Linked DNA regions of Zea mays: region 1 is linked to region 2. A link is a contact called in public Hi-C data. All regions are on one chromosome and are shown on one strand. The core of a region is the stretch at or near the end of the contact, and the rest is flanking DNA. Distances in the headings are between cores, read along the strand shown. Region 1 holds the start of LOC100192821. Region 2 holds the start of LOC103639606 (UDP-galactose/UDP-glucose transporter 4).

Region 1 (2,700 bases), core at 152-2,651, 240 kb before region 2:
GAACCAGATTTGTGAAACAACTAGGTAGGAAACCATTAAAGTGAGTGTGCATAACTTAATGTGGCATCTACAAGAGAAACCAATAAAACCATCATCAAGGTAAGTATGACGCTCAGGAGCGAGCGAGCGAGGGATATGATCCTGTTATATTGAAAACAAAAGAATGTCCTATTTATAATCTAGAAGCAGCTTCAGATCTATGTGAGGCAGAAAACGTGATTGGCATGTGACTGGTAGCAGCAGCAACTGAACAACACAATAACGACAGAAGGATGGCAAGTGATAAGATAAGAATACCTCTTGTCAGTGTTCTTAACAGCGGCACTAGCTTCCTCTTGTGTCTCATATTGTACAAATGCAAAGTTCCTTCGAATGCGAATGTTGGCAATCTTGCCATACGGTTCGAAATGCTTCTCAATATCTTGAACCTTAGTGCGTATGGGGTCAAAATTGATAACAAAGAGGGTTCTCGTTGGCTTTACATCCCCAGTAGGCCTATCACGGCTCTTTGGCACCGGTTCAACTTGCTGAACAAGTTAAAAAATGAATGGTGGCAATTAACACATTTATTAAAATGTTGCTCGTACAGAAAATGGAAGTGCCAAAAAAATCCATTCAGGCATAGAGCCATAGACAAGAAATTACCCTAGACCATTCCACAGAAAGCCTGCGCCGGTTGTAACCAAAAGACACATTGTCGAGACGCCTTATAGCATCCTCTGCGTCACGCTCATCTTCAAAGTAAATGAAAGCATAGCCTGCAACAGAGAAATTGAGCAGTGACTTTCAGGATTTCCCTTGCCCCCGTCACAAGTACTAGTATATAATACAACATCAAATAATTTTTTCACGGCACACTCATTAACACAAATACAAACTAGTGCGCCCGCATTTAGGACTAGATTCAGAACATGCCGAATTAGAATGTATTACTAGGCATTCGCATCGATTATCAGACACCCCCTCTACTGAATCTATGCGCCAGGCAAGTAAAGAGGAGAGATCGAGTACCTAACTTCATGTCGATCCGGCTGATGGGCCCGTACTTGGAGAAGAGGCGCTCGAGGTCGTACTGGCGGGTGTCGTGGTCGAAGTTGCCGCAGAACACCGGCCTCATGGTCTGGTCTCCGGCCCTCCGCTGCCTCCTTCAAATCTCCCTCCGTCCGTCCCAAAACCCTCGTTGTCCCCTCGGTCGGAGTTAGGCGACGCTAGCGCTGGAAAAAAAAGCGGGCCCCGTGTAATAGATCGATTGAGAGGACTAATAGCTTGCACTGGAGAGGAATGGAGAGCACCAACCTGCTAGTCGGAAGCGGGCGCGTGGTAGAAACCCTAGGGAGAGAGGTAGAGGGAGGGGCAGGGAGCGAGCAGTCGGACGCTAAACTGGAAGCAGCAGTGGAAAAAAAAAACCATGGGATTGTGACGATGTGCCGTGCGCCCGTCCGTACAGCGTGCGAGAGGTGGAAACGGGCCCGTTCGGGGGCAGGTGCAGGGCCCATGTGTGCATGTGCTGGGCCTTACGTCTCGGTAGGCTTCTGGGCTGGACCCAATCTCTGCTCCACACATCTCCTCCTCATCGATTTCAATGGGTGAAAACGGGTTGGGTATACCTGCCGGTTACAGGATACGGATAGTGTAAATACCTGTTTTTCGGATACGAATTCGGATATTTTTTATATTCGAAACGAATACGAGTAATACACGGACAGTGTAGCTTCGGATTTAGGGTCGGATACGAAGCGAGTACTATCCGATAAATACTCGAATATTCGGGTCGGATACGGATATCCGGAATTCGGGTACTCATTTTTTACATAATAATATAGTTATAAAATCATAACTTTTACATATAAAATCGAATGAAGATAAAGTTTATATGAAAATTGTAGAGCTCGAAGAAATCTATAACTTTGTAGTACATCATGTTATTGTTTAAACACATCTTTAGACCAAAATCACTAAAATAATATTCAAATTTATATTAAATTAATAGACTTTTATCATTTTCATGTAGTGTAACGCACCCACTGGGCCAGTCCGCCTAAAGCCCACCATCGCCAGCGTCGGACGTTCATGCGCTCGTGCGCAGCCTATTCAGACGGGCACCTCGCTCTCAAAACCTAGGCTGAGAGAGGAGGGAGGCCCGCCCTTATAAGTGCAACACGGCCCCCTTGGCTAGGCGAGGTGGTACTAACCCAGGGTATGCATACCGGCCCCTTACATCGTTACAATTGGTATCGGAGCCCACATTGCCGCTGCTGCCTGGGAGAGCTTTGGGCATCTTAGGGGGGTGGGATGTAAGGGGCCGGTATGCATGCCCTGGGTTAGTACCACCTCGCCTAGCCAAGGGGGCCGTGTTGCACTTATAAGGGCGGGCCTCCCTCCTCTCTCAGCCTAGGTTTTGAGAGTGAGGTGCCCGTCTGAATAGGCTGCGCACGAGCGCATGAACGTCCGACGCTGGCGATGGTGGGCTTTAGGCGGACTGGCCCAGTGGGTGCGTTACATGTAGGGACTTAAGGTTATCTTTATGTGAGAACTTAGAATTATTTTTTTATAAACTATTTAACAATGTTGATAACTTATTTGCAAATTTTGGTCGATTCTATAATTTTTTGTGAATTTAATTATAATTCGATGATTTTCTACAACAAAAGTTTAATAATACACCAAATAGCTTCGACGAGCAAACAGGCCGATGATTAG
Region 2 (2,700 bases), core at 79-2,578:
GAGGCATAATTTTTATATGAATCATGAAGATAGAAACCTTTATAAGGTTGTCGTCAGCGCTTCACGGTAAATGCCCCGTTATCGAACATACGGGGTGGACTATCCCCCCACGAATGCCTCCTACCGCTCATCATGAACATTCCCCACATATGAAGGGACGAGAGGGACGAGAGATTTCCCCGTATGTGATGGGAAGCAATGTCCCTATGGAAGCCATCGGAAGGCGCGAGTGAATGTTTCGCAACGGTGACGAAGAAGAAAGCGCTCTGGCGGAGTCAAGCAACCAGGCTGGACGGCGAGGGCGCCACCGATGGAGTTGCAGGACCGGCGTTTGTATCGTGCCACCGCAAAAGCACATATCTCCTGTCCCTCTCTCTGCTGCTCCGTGCGAGATCCCGCTAAGCTTCTCGCTCGCCACATCATGCTTGTTTGGAAACTTTATTTTTCTAATTGATTCTTATTTTCTCATAGAGAAATAAACTAATTTCCATAGTGAAAACGAAAATCACTTGAAAAAATAGAATTACTAAATTAGTTCTAAAGGATATCTAGATGTATTAAAATATAATAGAAAGTGTAAATAGATTAAACTGTATTGGGAATGGTTGGAGACCGTCTAAATACACCTCTAATATATACTACTACTCACGAATATGAGAAACACTGTCCAAGCAATTTACTTTCTTTCTTTCTCAGTAGTGTGTTTTGGTTCATCTGCGGGCCAACAAACTGTGAGGGCTTGTTTGGATCCAAACATAGCCAGGGTTGAGGTTTTACACCTGTCGAAAATAGGCATTGATTAAGTGATATCATCCTTTGCTGAGCAAGACGATCTGGAGCATTCATTTGCTGAAAATAGACCAACACTGACGCGCTTCCCTCCTGTTCCCGCTGACAAGCGGTCCCATCAGAGTCGTGAGCCCACCTGTCAAGCACCGTAGACGAGACTAGCGACCTGCAGAATCACTGGGTGCATGTGCATTGCATGAGTGCATCAACGCCGTGGCGCGCCGCGTGGTGCGCATCGGCAAGTGCCCTGCCTGCCGCCGGCCGCCGCTGACTGATCTGGATGACGAGCAAAAGATGGCCAGATGGGTGACGCAGCTGTAGTAGCTGTGAATCTCTGAGAAATCCGGCAGCTGCAGCTCTCCATGACTGACTTGAGCGAGGACGACGACGCTACGACTCCTCGCCTCCTCTAGTCCTAGGAATAGAATCCTTGGCGGCTTGGCCTGCATGCAGTTGGCGTATCTTCATTTTATTTATTTATTTATTTATTTATTGTGTTTGTGTATATATAAGGGCGGTTATCATATCTTGGCGAGTAGCAGCTGCGGACTTGCGAGCCCAGGCAGGAGAGGACTCGTCCACATCTATTCCTTCCTTGTTCGGCCGCCCTTCCTCAGTTGGTCGTCCCCTCTTACCATTACTTCTCCTCCTCCCTCGCCCCGTCGGCGGGCGGCCATTGACGACTGGATCCTTCATTCTTGTTCTCAGGGGAAGGACGACCCAAGACAGGAGGAGGAGGAGGAGGAGGAGGAGGAGGAGGAGGAGGAGGAGGAGGAGGAGGAGGAGGACAGTGCCGCCATGACCGGAGGAGGGGAGGAGCAGGGGAGGTCGCTGTTCGGCGTGTCTCTGACAAACAGGCCTAGGTGGCAGCAGTTCATGATCTGCTCCTCGGGCTTCTTCTTCGGCTACCTCGTCAATGGCATCTGCGAGGTGCGTATGTTCGTTCTTCCTCTCCGGCCTTCTCCTTCCGCATACAGTTTTGACGAAGAAACGCGGTCGATTTCTCTGGTACGACGAGAGGTTTTGTACCGAGAATTCGATGGAAAAAAATTAATTGCCTGTATGCAACTAGTCTATACGGCTGCTCGTACGCAGAGAAAAAGGGGGGCAATTGTAAACTGCATTTTTCTTTCTTCCCTCGGTCCTTGTTTTCCGTCGCCATGGACTTTTTTATACGCTTGCTTGGTCAGCGTGGTTTCCTGAAACTCCCGCAAGCGAAGCTTTTTGACGAGGCTTTCTTGTCTTGTAGGAGTACGTGTACAACAGGCTTCAGTTCAGGTACACAGGTTGTGGTGGTCGCTTGCTTGCTGTGCTAGCTACGCCGGCCTAGGCGTTTCTGAATTGTTTGTTCGTTTCCCGCCGTGTCCGTGTGTGTGGCTGCACTGCACGGCACTGCAGCTACGGCTGGTACTTCACGTTTGTGCAGGGGTTCGTGTACCTGGCGCTGATACGGCTGCAGGGGTTCACGGTGAAGCAGATGGTGAACCCGTGGCGGACCTACGTGCGCCTCTCGGCGGTGCTCATGGGCTCCAATGGCCTCACCAAGGGATCCCTCGCCTTCCTCAATTACCCTGCACAGATCATGTTCAAGTCAACCAAGGTCAATTTCCTTCCTTCATTTCTTTCTACACATGATCTTTTTGGTCTTGTTTTAGCAGCTAGAAAGAAATAAAGTTCCCTTTTTTTTGCAAGGAAGAAATGGAAAGGAAACATATATATATAGTTCTTGTGATATTACAGTGCAGTCTTCTGAATGACTGAAACATTGTACACAGATAGCACAGCTATGAATGAAAAGGGAGCACAAGTAGTGTACCTGGCATCAAGATTTGATGTTTTGGTTAGGTGCCAAACTAGCCATCTATGTCATGTCTCTCTCTACTTTAGGGGTACGAATACTACATCTCTGGC

Evidence for each region. A called contact is a pair of places that touch in the nucleus more often than the background predicts.
Region 1: a Hi-C map of leaf shows a contact between it and region 2, with 4 times the contacts expected there. The contact joins the promoter of LOC100192821 here to the promoter of LOC103639606 in region 2. A contact is called at or near these places in 3 of 25 Hi-C or Micro-C datasets (ear, leaf and tassel).

The regions. Positions count from the first base shown.
Region 1 is chr9:160,724,911-160,727,610 of Zm-B73-REFERENCE-NAM-5.0, reverse strand. It overlaps LOC100192821, which reads right to left and starts at 1,401. Exons shown (of 6, transcript NM_001138012.1): 1 at 1,297-1,401; 2 at 1,012-1,214; 3 at 646-758; 4 at 298-527. The coding sequence starts at 1,117.
Region 2 is chr9:160,485,762-160,488,461 of Zm-B73-REFERENCE-NAM-5.0, reverse strand. LOC103639606 (UDP-galactose/UDP-glucose transporter 4) reads left to right here and starts at 1,328. Exons shown (of 8, transcript XM_035962770.1): 1 at 1,328-1,409; 2 at 1,498-1,719; 3 at 2,039-2,067; 4 at 2,188-2,389. The coding sequence starts at 1,588.